Regions from separate parts of the Mus musculus genome. Here all the other regions are linked to region 2. The links are chromatin contacts, called in public Hi-C and HiChIP or PLAC-seq maps. All regions are on one chromosome and are shown on one strand. Each heading gives the region's core, a stretch centred on a gene start, on an enhancer-like site or on the middle of the called end of the contact. The rest is flanking DNA. Distances are from core to core; before and after follow the strand shown. Region 1 overlaps Capn9 (calpain 9). Region 2 overlaps Pgbd5 (piggyBac transposable element derived 5). Region 3 overlaps Agt (angiotensinogen (serpin peptidase inhibitor, clade A, member 8)).

Evidence for each region. A called contact is a pair of places that touch in the nucleus more often than the background predicts. HiChIP or PLAC-seq counts read pairs in DNA pulled down with a chosen protein or histone mark.
Region 1: a contact with region 2 is called in a Hi-C map of forebrain, with 5 times the contacts expected there. The contact joins two enhancer-like sites. A contact is called at or near these places in 9 of 484 Hi-C or Micro-C datasets (the HL-1 cell line, brown adipocytes, cortical neurons and 3 more), 1 of 115 datasets of contacts at active chromatin or transcription factors (VIP interneurons) and 2 of 9 other capture datasets (embryonic stem cells and pancreatic islet).
Region 3: an H3K27ac HiChIP or PLAC-seq map of VIP interneurons shows a contact between it and region 2, with 3 times the contacts expected there. The contact joins two enhancer-like sites. A contact is called at or near these places in 7 of 39 promoter capture datasets (the C10 cell line, the HPC-7 cell line, cranial neural crest and 4 more), 1 of 15 datasets of contacts at CTCF or cohesin (large pre-B cells), 25 of 484 Hi-C or Micro-C datasets (B cells, the Ba/F3 cell line, CD4 T cells and 15 more), 6 of 115 datasets of contacts at active chromatin or transcription factors (SST interneurons, VIP interneurons, bone marrow-derived dendritic cells and 3 more) and 2 of 9 other capture datasets (embryonic stem cells and pancreatic islet).

The regions. Positions count from the first base shown.
Region 1 is chr8:124,614,682-124,619,108 of GRCm38.p6, reverse strand. Capn9 (calpain 9) reads right to left here. Exons shown (of 20, transcript NM_023709.4): 18 at 2,840-2,956; 19 at 1,618-1,676; 20 at 378-627. The coding sequence ends at 601. Among named protein-coding and RNA genes, the nearest start is that of Capn9, 41 kb to the right of the region's middle. Within about 2 kb of position 1,333, at least 110 of the 459 cell types and tissues checked have an H3K27ac peak or open chromatin away from gene starts, as enhancers often do. A contact at or near this core is called in VIP interneurons, cortical neurons and forebrain, where this site is marked.
Region 2 is chr8:124,397,104-124,401,241 of GRCm38.p6, reverse strand. All of the region lies in intron 1 of Pgbd5 (piggyBac transposable element derived 5), which reads left to right. Among named protein-coding and RNA genes, the nearest start is that of Pgbd5, 35 kb to the left of the region's middle. Within about 2 kb of position 1,666, at least 20 of the 459 cell types and tissues checked have an H3K27ac peak or open chromatin away from gene starts, as enhancers often do. A contact at or near this core is called in SST interneurons, VIP interneurons, cerebellar granule neurons and 3 more, where this site is marked.
Region 3 is chr8:124,554,376-124,558,685 of GRCm38.p6, reverse strand. Agt (angiotensinogen (serpin peptidase inhibitor, clade A, member 8)) reads left to right here. Exons shown (of 5, transcript NM_007428.4): 4 at 801-945; 5 at 1,565-2,099. The coding sequence ends at 1,756. Among named protein-coding and RNA genes, the nearest start is that of Agt, 13 kb to the left of the region's middle. Within about 2 kb of position 1,910, at least 40 of the 459 cell types and tissues checked have an H3K27ac peak or open chromatin away from gene starts, as enhancers often do. A contact at or near this core is called in SST interneurons, VIP interneurons, cerebellar granule neurons and 1 more, where this site is marked.

The DNA of each region.
Region 1 (4,427 bases), core at 84-2,583, 220 kb before region 2:
ATGGATACCTGTGGTTGTCCTCCAACACACACACACACACACACACACACACACACACACACACACACAGTACTGCCATCAGTCTCCCCAAGTAGTACATCAGAATAATTTCCACGTTACCCCATAACACTTTAGACCCTCAGCATCATCAGGCTCTGCTCTCTCATTCTGAGATAAACATTTTCACTAACCTCCCCTTGAATAAAGAAAATAAAGAAAAGCATCATGTGTGTGTGTCTTAATAGCATGATTGGAGCCAGGACTCTGGGTACTGGAACATTGAATGACCAGTTGGGGGGGGGGGCGCGGGGGAGGTGCGGGGGCGGGAGGAGCACACAGCAACCCCAGGCCTGAGCACACAGACACAGATGGTACCGTAGGTTCTTGTAGAGCAATGATTTTATAAGAAGTTCCACAGAATCAGAGAACTCAGCCAATCCCTTTAGATTCTTCTAACTCACTATGGAGAGGGGAGGAGGGTGGTGTGAGGCCGGGAGGAGAGAGAGCAGTGGGCGGGGCAGCCCTCTAAAAAAAAGTTTCGAGGTTCATGATCCAGAAGCTGAGTATCAGAGGGGCAGACGGCATCGGGTCAGAGCAACCTCAGATGTTCATGGTCAGGCTGATGAACTGGAAGTAAAGAGAGATGAGGCTTTAGAAATCCAGCCTAGCAACTGAGGAGTGGCTTCTGTTTGTATTATGTCGCAAGAACTCTTGCTGGTCGGTCATCTTGCACAAATTTGGCCTTCTGACTCAACATGAAACCATTTATTTAAAATTTAAATTAAAACAGATTGCTGGGTGTGTCGCATGTATAATTATTTTATGTATGCATGCATACGTGTATGTGGGTGCAGACCAGGCATTTCTCTCCCCATCTTCTATTTCGAGAAAAAGTCTCTCACTGAACCTGTAGGTACTAATTGTCCATGACCACACTGGCTGGCCAGTGAGCTTCAGAGATCCACCTGCCTCAGCCCCCACACAGCGCTGGAATTGCAGATACATGCCGCCAGACTTGGCTTTTTACACGGGTCGTAGGGTTCAAACGTGGGCCCTTCTGCTTGTGCCCATCTCCCCAGTCAGATAAACCTTGAAAAAGGCTAAGTGCACTTTCAGTAGAGGGCGGATAGGACAAAGGGATAAGATGTGTTTTGTTCCTGTTGAAGGGGAAGCCTCACAGAGACATCTTGGGCAGGGTAGTGTGAGTTTGGTGACCCACCTTTCCAGAGAAAGATGGCCCTCTACCATAGTGGAGCTGAAGGGAAGGGAGGCAGGGTGGTAGCTCAGGCTCCTTGTGAGCAAGCGAGCTGCCAGGCTGCGGAAGCAGCTGGAAGCTTCTCATTTCTCCCTTCCTCTCACCAGGCTTGCTCGTGTTTATGTGGAACGTTGTTTACTCCACACCCTCTTTCTTGGGGCTCACATGAGCAGACACTAGGGCAATGAAGACACCCACAGCTCACAGGATTATAGCGCTAATTATGCTGACTGCCAAAAGGACAAACACCGGCCTCTGCACTGAGTAATTGCCCACGGCGAGTGCTCGCTCGTCCTGCCTGGGGGATCCACTTAGCGTGTTCATACTCTGCTGCGCCCTGGCCGGGGTCTGCTTGGCCATACCTCGTTTATGTTGAGATGGATGAAGTCCTTGTTCTTCACACTGAGAGATTGGAACACCCCTGTTGGGAGGGAGGCAGCGTCACAGTAGAGCCAGACCCCTGGGCAGGTTTAAGGGCTCCTGGACCACTGGGAAATCTGTGGGTAGCTGCTCCCTCTAGTGGAGATCAGATTCCCTGCATGGTGGGGTGGAGACGATCGAAAGGATTCAATTCCTAGCCAGGGTGATCTGAGAAGGGACTGTCTAATTTGAACCTCAGATTCCTACCTCCAGAAGAGATACAGCCAAACCTTGATTAGCAAGGTGGAGGAGGGGCTTTCCCAGAGCGAGAGCGAGAGCGAGAGCGAGAGCGAGAGCGAGAGCGAGAGAGAGAGAGAGAGAGAGAGAGAGAGAGAGAGAGAAAGAGAGAATATGAATGTAGCATGGACCTGCTTGGATGCTAAGTGCCCCAAGCAATAGTGACAACATCCTGTCATCCCACTGGGGACACTTCACTATGAACTGGGCATTCCATGGCTGTGCAGGTGTGTAAAATTTCTAGGTGTGTACTGGGCATCCCATGGCTGTGCAGGTGTGTAAAATGCATGTGCATTATAAAACCACAAGATACTGGGACATGTTCGTTTGCAGCTGAAGGGACAATGGATGGCTGAGCTGCCCTGGATGCATTTGGCCACCCTTGGGGGCTATTTTGGGAGAGAGTGTGTCCATGAATCTCCTGTGTAGAGCACCTGCACACAAGCCTTCCATCTTTCCTGTACAGCAGACCCTGCTTAAACGACTGGGTCTGTGTCTGGGGCTTTCAGGGGAGAACAAGCGAGGGGCAGAGACTTCTCATTTTGGGTTTTGTGAGGGGACTTGACTTTTCCTCAGTAGGAGGTGTGAAACCTGTCCACTCACAGCCCTTCACAGCCTGTAGGTGTGTAACCACAGGACCTTATTCTGTCTCTCAGCTGACCACAGGGCATAGTGTCTGCACAGACATCCACGGTGGCCCTCCATGTCCTAGATCTGCCTTTTTCCCCCCAGGTTGTTTCTTATGTATTCATAGATGGTGACTGGAGACCCTGAGCTGGGCACTCTGTGCTCCCAAGGGTCCAAGGACTCTCTTGGCTCCCTGTACACTCAGGGCTCCCTTGTACACTCAGGACTCACATGCACACTCAGGGCTCCCCTGCACACTCTCAGCTCGCCTGTACACTCAGGGGTCCCATGCGTACTCACGGCTTGCATTCTCCAGCCGCACCAGGCAGTTGAGGTAGTCATCGAAATCCAGCTGGAGGTCCTCATCTGCATACCTGAGGACAATCAGCTGCAGGAGATGGCCACCCAGCTGAAAGCCTGAGGAGACACAGGAGACTCAGGACTTGCCTTGGATGACCCCATGGTGAGCAGACATCTCCGGGACCTCCAGAGGCACAGAAGTGAATTATTCAGTGTGCAACGCCTGTGTGCACGTGTTCATGTGGATGTCCATGTGCAAAAGTGTGGGTGGAGGCCAAAGGACAAAAGCAGCTATCATTCCTTGGGGTCACCCCCCTCTCCCCGCCTTACTGGTCTGGAACTTGCCAAGTAGGCTAGGCTAGCTGGCTAGCAAACTTCAGAAACCCTGCTGTCTCTGCCTCTCCAATGCTGGGATTACAAGTCCAGGCTAACATGCCTTACTTACATGGGTTCTGGGATTGAACCCATATCCTTGGGCTAGTGTGATCATCTCCTCAGCCCACTGGTATTTCTTAAGATCCTTAAGGTTGGTAGGTGTGGAGGGTAGGAATAACCTCTTGGAGACAGGAGGGAGGAGAAACCGTAGGAGAGTGAACCAGGAAGGGGGGGTAATGACTGGACTGTAACTAATAAAAGTAAATTAAAAAGAAAAGATCGTTAAGATTCAAGGTATTGGAGATATCTCCTAAGGGACTGACACCCTCAGTGAGGGGTGCTGTGTAGGGGCTCATTCCTCACATCATGCTGGAGCTGTGCACACTGGGAGCCAGTGTGGCCCTGAACATGGCCTGGCCACCACAGGGCATGGCTCCACTTCTCCAGCCTTCATTTTCCTCATTAGTCAGTGTGGTGGTTTAAATATGCTTGGTCCACAGAATGGCACTATTTGGAGGTGTGGCCTTGTTGGAGTGGGTGTGGCCTTGGAGGAAGTGTGTCACTGTGGGAGTGGGCTTTGAGACCTTTGTCCTAGCTGCCTGGAAATGAGTCTTCTTTCCTGCCTGCCTTCAGAACAAGAAGTAGAACTCTCAGCTCCTCCATGCCTGGATGCTGCCATGCTCCCGCCTTGATGATAATGGATTGAACCTCTGAACTCGTAAGCCAGCCCTAATTAAATGTTGTCCTTTATAAGAGTTGCTTTGGCAGGTAAATAAGCCTGGTTTATTTCTGTAACATTTTTATGCAGACAGTCTGTAAGCTCTGTAATTCCCTGCTCAATCTATTCTGCCACAGAAATGGAGTTATAAGCCCCTAAGAGAATCAGGCACTGTTTCTTGTTTATGACACAGTTTGCTCTTCACAAAGGACCCGAGGTGTCACGCGGCATTCTGCCTTCTGTCATGGACAGTGGAAAATGACTGCTTAGAACGCAGCATGGTGGGCCAACCTCAGCCCACCGAGCCCAGTTCAGGTTTTTGATGTTGTTTCTCCTCCTGTACCTTCTCCCCTCCCCCGTTCCCCCCTGCACCTACCTCATCCCACAAGACTTCTTTCCCCACACCTATCACGTGCCCACTTGGCCTCCGCACCATCCTTGTCTTCTCCTCTTCCTCTCTCCTGGTCTTTCCAGCTTTATAGCTTGCTGCCCCCC
Region 2 (4,138 bases), core at 417-2,916:
CCAGCATCCACACGACAGCTCCCAACCTTCTGTGACTCCAGTTCTAGGATATCTCTGTCTTGTGGCCTGCTAGGACCCCAGACACACACAAAGTGCACATGCAGAAGTGCAGGCAAAACGCTCACAGTGTGTTAAGTAAATCAATCTTAAAATATTGTCAGGCGGGATCAGATCGCTGGGGAAGCTTTGAGGTCCCGAGCTTCATCTGTGAAGTGGGAACAATAAGGTCTCTTGGGGAGCTGGGGACTAAATAAGCCAACAAGGTGGCACCTGACACTGTAGAGGACACATGGCATCTGGCTGCAGGTGCTGTTTGTCACATGAGGAGCAGCTGACCCTGAATAGAGAGGAGCAGGCAGGTGTTTGGAGTGGGTGGGAGGGTTGGGTGGGCTGGTGGTGGGAGGCAGCAGGAGGTTAGCAGATGAGAGTTAAGTCACCCCGCGTGCTGGTGAGCAAGTGCCTTGGTGTGGCCAGTCCCATGTGATGACGTGGGCTTGGATGGGCTGTAAAGGGGTGGGACTCTCTATCACTTGAGACTCAGAAAGCAAAGGCTCCCCCTTGAAGCAGAAGACCGTAGGTGCCTGCAGGACACGTGAAGCGGGAGAGTGGCTGAAAAGGGTTGTTTTAAAAACTAATTCTGGGGCCTGGGCATGTGGTTCAGTTAGCCCAAGGCCTTGGGCTCAACACTTGGAGACTGGAGACAAAAGAGGACCAGAAATTCAAGGTCATCCTTGGCTATGTTTGAAGCCAGCCTGGATAGCATAAGACCTTGTCTTTAAAAAACAAAAACAAAGAGACCTGGAGTTGGGGACTTGGTTCGGTTGGTAGGGGGCTTTTCTAGCATGCAGAGAGCCCTGCACTTGACCCCAGCAGCACATAAGCCTGGTGTGCTGGCGAACACCTGTAGTCCTGGCATTTAGAGGTGGAGGCAGGAGGATCAGAAATTCAGTTTCTCAAATACAAAATGAGTTTGGGGCCAACCTGGGGTACCTGAGACCCCCATCTCAAAACACAGACAATCATGGGGCCAGAGAAATGGCTTGGCGGTTAAGAGTACTTCTCTTTCAGAGGACCTCCGTTCAGTTCCTAGTGCCCAATGCAGCTCACAGACGAGCTGGTTCTAAAGGATCAGACACCCTCTCTGGCCTCCGCAGGGACCAGGCACACATGTGGTGCACATGTATGTATGTATGCAAGCAGAACACCATAATCATTAAATAAATCAGTCTTTAAAAACAAACAAAAGAAGCTGATAATCATGTGGAGGAAAGGGAGGGACTGAAGTTCCAGCAGCTATAGAGTTTCTTATACAGTGCTGGAGACTCACTGAATGAACCAGGAGTTCAGGGGAGGCAGATGAGGCCTGTAGACGCAGCTAGAACACAGACAGTGGAGGGAAAACCAAGGAAGCCATGGGTTGGGAGGCCATGGGTTGGCAGGCAGCCAAAAGGAGGCGGGCTGGGAATGAGGTTCTTCTCTTAATTGGGCATGTCAGAGTCCGCTCAGGACGGCGCTGGACTTTGAATGGGCCTCAGAAATAAGTATAGGCTATGGCTGATGAGTTTCTGGTCTTTAGGCTGGCTGTGTGGAACAGAAGTTCCCTTTGGTGTTGCCACAGCCCTGCGGGCATGTGATACCATTTTGCGTGTGTGGGATGTTGGGCCAGCTGCTCTTCCCATTGGCTTGACTCGCGTAGGGGAGGATGATGACATCTGTATGTCTGTCATTCCAGCACACGGGAGGATCGCGTGTTTGAGGGCAGCCTGGTTATATAATGAAGTCCTGGCTCAGCAAAGGGAAGAGAAGAAGAGGAGGGAGGGGAGGAGTGTGTTGTCCCTGTGCACAGCCAAAGGTGTCGAGAGGACACTTGTTTCTCTTTGGGATACCTCAGGCTGCGCCCACTTGTAGAAGGTGCCCAGCGCTGGTAGGTGCAGGGAGTGTTGCGTTGGGCTGTGAGGACAAGAATATTTCTGGCCCTGTAGGTTGGTATGTAGCAGACAAGGTGCAGGTGAGTCACTCACTGAGCTGGAGAGGGCAGCAGCCTGTACACCATGCTTGCCGCTCTTCCTGACCCCCCCCCCCCTTTTTGGGGTTGTGTGGGTGGGACATAAGCCAACCACGTGACTCAAGTGCTGGAGAACTTGACTTGGAGGGGGTCAGAGAAAGGTTTTATCTAGGCGCTCAGCAGCAGAGCTTCTGTGGCGGCACCCCCTGCCGGCCATCTCGTCAAACTGCATATAGTTGCTCCTTAGTATTGGGTGAAGTCATTGAATGGATGGGGAACAGGAGGTGGAGCAGTCAGAGCCCGGAGGCCCACAAGGAGCATCCTCCAAATACCTCCTGCACCTGCTGATTTCAGAAAGTGTGCTTGGTATCTGTTAACCCCGTCCCACAGAGCCTTGAGCTTGATCTTAGGGGGTTAGCCAAGAGACCTGAGGTGGTCTTCGTGATTGGTTTGTAAAATCTGCATCCCTCCATAGATGCAAAGTCGGGCAGAGTTGAATACCTAGCTTTTCCATAGAGGGAGTCTTAGGTGGAGTGGCTGCATCTCTGTTGAGGCACATGACAGTAATGACAGCATCTTGGCAGATGACTTGCATAGCAGTGGCTATGAACGGCGGTTATTCCATACCCAGTGTGAACCTCATGCGGCGCCCTGCTTCCTGCACAATATTTTGTTTTATTCTCGGGATTGCTCTATGTGTTGAAAACTCTTATTCTGAAGATGGGGAAATGAAGGCTTTGTGGTTTCTGTGCCCTGTCTAGAGAACGTATGTGGAAGTCAGGCATGCCTGGATACAGAGCTGGGCCCTTTTCCCACAAGACAATCTTGAGCCACTGTGGCCAGCCTGGTGCTCCATCGGCCTCTGTGGGCAAAGGGATCCACTCCAGGCAGCGCAGTCTTGGCAAAGCCCCTGGCTATACATTCCGGGCCATCCTGCGGAGTGGTGATGTCTCTGTTGCATCCTCTCTGTGAGGTAGGTATGTGTGTGTGTGTGTGTGTGTGTGTGTGTGTACATGCCTGGCACTGTGGGACTCAGTCCTTCACCCCGTTGCTGTTTCTTCTCTGCTTCTGTGGTCTTCAAATTCAGCTGCACATACAGTATTGGAATTGGGAACCAGCCTAAGGGGAGCTAGAAATCTGCACCATGTCTCTGTAGTCTCAGCTTCTGAGGGCTGCGAGTTTCTGGAATTGGGGGTGTCCTCCAGGTGCTATGTTTACCTAGAATGGGGGGGGAGACTTAGGGAAACTGGAGTCAGGGATGGGGACCTCCAGGGACTGTGTGGACTTGAAGTCAGGAGAGACTGTGGATGCTTGTCCTTGGCGTCGGGGGCTTCAGGAGTTGGAGAGCTTTCCCATCCTAGGGGCACTGCCAGGCTCTGCGCACAGATAAGAAGCTGTGCCTTGGCTGGCCTTTGCCTGTGCTCTGGCCGTGTTTATAACTGTCTTTCTTTGAGAGCTTAGTTTGTGTCTTCACTATGCTAACACCTGCTTTACAGACTGTCCAGCCTCTCTCCTGTGCCCTGTGGGTGAGGAGTCTCCCCTTCCCCACAGCAGGGGCAGCCACAGTGACTGGAGACACAGGTTCCGAGAGCCAGAAAGGGCACATTTTCAGCTTTTATTCTGCACAGGGACTCAAGCTCATTCCTCGCTGTCTCCAGCCTGATCTCCCCGTCTGCCATCTGAGCAATGTCTCAGTTCTCCTTCCAGCCCTCAGGCTTTGGCTCGATGCCTGGGCTCTGCAACCTTGGAGTCAGAATGAGAACTCAGAGCAGTAGTGGTGGGAGCAGCCCATCAGGTGGTGGGCGGGGCAGCCAAGGGGCAGCTCTGGAGGGTTGGAAGAATACAGGCCAGGCTCTTAGGGTACTTAGGGGTAGACGATACTGCTGGGTGGCTCTATATTCTATATTCACTTTTGACCTCAGCATGCAGGGTCCTTACAGCCTGAGAAGACAGCAGAATCTAGCAGGCAAGGCGGGCGAGCTTGGAAGGTAACCCTGCTCCAAGGACTGTTAGTCAGATTTGAGGTTGAAGGAGCCTCCTTCCAACCTGGGATGCTCTCCTGAGCAAGATATTTTCTCTCTCCTGACTTGTCTTGGAAATACACCTTCAAAGGAAGACAGGGATGGCGGTCTC
Region 3 (4,310 bases), core at 661-3,160, 160 kb before region 2:
CCTAATCTGGAGGCATTCTCTTAGCTGAGACTCTTAGTTTGTGTCAAGTTGACATAAAACTATCCAGCACAGATAAGGGCCATTATCTTATTAGCGTTTTGGTTTTAGAGAGGGTCTAGCACTCGTGGTAATCCCCCTGCCTCCACTTCTCAAGTGCCAGGGTGATAGGGATGAGGTGCTCTGCCTGGCTAATGGCCTGTTAGTCAAAGGCATCTTTGGCTTTTCCAGGGAAGGCACTCCTTATGCAGCCAGGCTGAGAGCACAGGGCACACAGCTGCCCACCACCAGCAAGCTCTCCACAGTCGATGTTACTGGTCCTCCTCCTGTTTCAGGAGGTTTTTGTTGTGTTTGTTTCTGAGAAGTTCCTTGGGGTGACAATGTCCTGTATTGTTGTGTGACCCTTCTTGGGGAGATGCAAGCAAATATATATTCACTCCAGATAGGGCACCAACTTCAGACCCAAGAATCAATCCCTTCCGAGTAGAATTCGGTCATTCAGAGCATTCATTGCAGTTACTTCGTTGGGCAGCATGGGCGACCACTCACGGAAGCTGCATCCCTGGAGCTCCCTGCACAACCTGGAGGCAGCTCTACCAGTCCCCTTTCCCCAGCAGTCATTTCCTGATTATACCATGCTGGGAGGATCCTGTGCAGCTTCCAGAGCAGCTTTCTCCAGCTGTGTCTTATGCACCCCCTTCCCGCAGGGACTGTTTCAACTCAGGACACTGACTGGCTGAGCGCTTAGTCTCTTTTTCAGTGGGTGGGAGCTTCCCAGCCCCCTAAAGGCTTTATCTCCACAGGGCCATCCGCCTGACTCTGCCCCAGCTGGAAATCCGAGGATCCTACAATCTGCAGGACCTGCTGGCTGAGGACAAGCTGCCCACCCTTTTGGGTGCGGAGGCAAATCTGAACAACATTGGTGACACCAACCCCCGAGTGGGAGAGGTGAGTGCTGCTCTGGCTGTGTAGCAGGGAAGGGGGGGTGGATGGTCACACGGAGGAAGCTGTGCCCAAGACCAGCAGGGCAGGAAGGAAAGAGCAGCAGGCACTGCCAGGACTCTGGCTCCCAGTGACATGGGGAACAGCGGTCTCCCTTGGCTCTCTTGGCATCTCTAGTTCCAGGCCCATCTCTGTTCCTGCTTAGTCCAGCCTTGCATCCTCCATAAAGCTGTGGTAGATGGGGAATGCCCCATGCCCTGGTCTGCAGTTTCTTTGGGGAGCATCTCAACCATAGACAGAGAGCTATGTAAAACAGAGGATGTGCCTGGATTCTGTTGGCATTGCCAAGGATGCTGAGAAACAGGGGAGTCACTGTAGAAGACATGACCCCACTGTGCTGTTTAGCCAAATATGGGAGAGTACCAAGATGGCAGGTGAACAAGGGGACAGGGGCATGTTGAGCAGCAGCCTCTATGGGAGCTGGGTGTTGGTGCCCAGCCCCCACTTAGAGGACAGGTGTGTCCACACTTCCTTCTGGCAGGCTGGACAGTGTCCCCCTTTGGGGCGGTTGAGCCAGTCCCTGGCCTGTAACCCCTCCTTAAGGAGAGATCTCTCTGCTTTGCAGGTTCTCAATAGCATCCTCCTCGAACTCAAAGCAGGAGAGGAGGAACAGCCGACCACGTCTGTCCAGCAGCCTGGCTCACCGGAGGCACTGGATGTGACCCTGAGCAGCCCCTTCCTGTTCGCCATCTACGAGCAGGACTCAGGCACGCTGCACTTTCTGGGCAGAGTGAATAACCCCCAGAGTGTGGTGTGAGGCCTTGTGCCTAGCCATGGAGACAAGGCCGGTGTCGGAGAACCGTTCTGGGCAAAACTCAGTGCTGTCACCCCTGGCTCCCCATCACGCCTTGTAGCGCGGCAGAGGCCGTCTCCTTGGAGACTGCGCTGACCGAGAATAAATGATGAGCAGCAGAGCCTCCTGGGATGTGGGTTTGTTTGGATACTGGGGTGACAGCCAGAAGCTGGCACTCTGCACAGGACTGCCACTCTGGAAGAAATTTGGACCAAAAAACTGTTTGTGACACCAAAAAGCACCCCCCCTTTTTTTTATTTGAGGACAGAAATTGGGTTTTAACATTAAAATGCACATTATCCCCTTATTTTGGGTCTGTAATTAGCTCACTGAGTATTAGACCATGACGTCCAGAGTCCTACAATGTCTTACGACTTCTTATCCCTGGCACCATGATTTGAAAACATATTCCTCACTGTGCTGAGAATTGTCTTTCAGTGATAAGCTAAACACAGTATTATGGGCAGAGCAGACATGCTTAGTTTAGCTGACAGGCTGAGCAACATTCCTGAAGCTCTTGACAAGGAGGCCAATGTGTGCCGGCCAGGTGGTAGAGGAGAGGGCTGTCACCAAGAGGCCTTGAGAAAGGACCTGGGCGGAGGGGCCTTCCTTTACTGCTACCACCTCTCTGCCTGTCCCCTTGAGATCAAATCTGCAGCTTCCAGATCTAGGAGTGTGCTGAGGAAGGAGCAAGACAGGCCGAGGTAGTGGTGTGTGCGTGTGCGTGTGTGTGTGCGTGCGTGTGTGTGTGCGTGTGTGTGCATGTGTGTGTGTGCATGTGCGTGTGAGCATGTGCGTGTGAGCATGTGCATGTGTGCGCGCGCATGTGTGCACGTGTGTGTGTGTGTGTGCGAGCGCGTGTGCATGTGTGTGCATGTGTGTGTGTGTGTGTGTGCATGTGCATGTGCGTGGCAGGCTGCCTCCTCCCTGTACAGACTGGGAAGCAGGTGAGAGCATTGTAGCATGCTAGCCTCAGGCGAAGGCCAGAGAGTACAGTAAAGCCCACAGGGCACAGACAGTGGGGAATCCTGTGTTAGAACATGGAGTCACCTCTCTGGCCTAAGCTGGAGTTTGACTCTGTGTGAGCATAGCCTAACCTCACAGACGGCTTCTCTGGAGCTTGGAGCTGAGACCATAGGGTCCTGTAAGTACAGGTGGGGCATAAAGTGTGTTCCTGTGACCGGGGTCCACTCTGAGGCCCGGCTTCTCTCATCCTAGTCCTGTTGCCTCCTGAAAACTCCTCTCTGGCTTCCTGTACCTCAAAGGCACTTACCCTGTGCGTGTGGCAATCTAGCTAGTCCAACCCCTGCTTGTGCCAGGCAACATAGTGAGGGACCTGTGTACCATGGTTAACTAGAGGCCAACTCCTCACTCTCCCTGGCCTATGGGCTTACAGGGATGCTAAGAAAGGCCCTGGTCCAGAGGGAGGTGGCGTGAACTTCTCATGGCTGTGACAAAATAGCAGACAAAGCAATGTAAGGGTTTATTCTGGGTCATGCCTGAGTGGTGGGGAGAGTGTAGGAGGGGGGCACAAGACAGCTGGCCACTTACAGTGAAGACACACCCATGGAGATCACACATACACACACACACACACACACATACACACGCTATACCACAGCCACACATGGGGAAGGGGAGGGGCCGAGGCTGGTGTTCAACTCATTTTCTTAGCCCATGGGATGCTGCTGTCAATTCTTACGAGGTATCTCCCACATCATTTAACCCCACCTAGAAACTGCCTCACAGGCATATCCAGGGGCTTGTTTCTTGGATGACCCTAAATTCTATCAGGCTGATAAGATGAACCATCCTAGGAGTCCATGGGTGTCTTAGTCAGGGTTTCTATTCCTGCACAAATATCATGACCAAGAAGCAAGTTGGGGAGGAAAGGGTTTATTCAGCTTATACTTCCACACTGCTGTTCATCACCAAAGGAAGTCAGGACTGGAACTCAAGCAGGTCAGGAAGCAGGAGCTGATGCAGAGGCCATGGAATGATGTTGCTCACTGGCTTGCTTCCCCTGGCTCGCTCAGCCTGCTCTCCTATAGAACCCAAGACTGCCAGCTCAGAGATGGTCCCACCCACACGGGACCTTTCCCCCTTGATCACTAATTGAGAAAATGCCTTACAGTTGTATCTCATGGAGGCATTTCCTCAACTGAAGCTCCTTTCTCTGTGATAACTCCAGCTGTGTCAAGTTGACACAAAACTAGCCAGTACAATTGACCCCTTGTCAACTTGACACACAAACACATCACTAGTAAGCCTCAACCCTTACTTTCTTATTCATCCCCAAGATCTAAATAACTTTAAAAGTCCCACAGTCTTTACATATTCTTAAAATATCAATCTCTTTAAAATATCCATCTCTTTTAAAATCCAAAGTCTTTTTACAATTAAAAGTCTCTTAACTGTGGGCTCCACTAAAACAGTTTCTTCCTTCAAGAGGGAAAATATCAGGGCACAGTCACAATCAAAAGCCAAAATCAGTCTCCAACCATCCAATGTCTGGGAT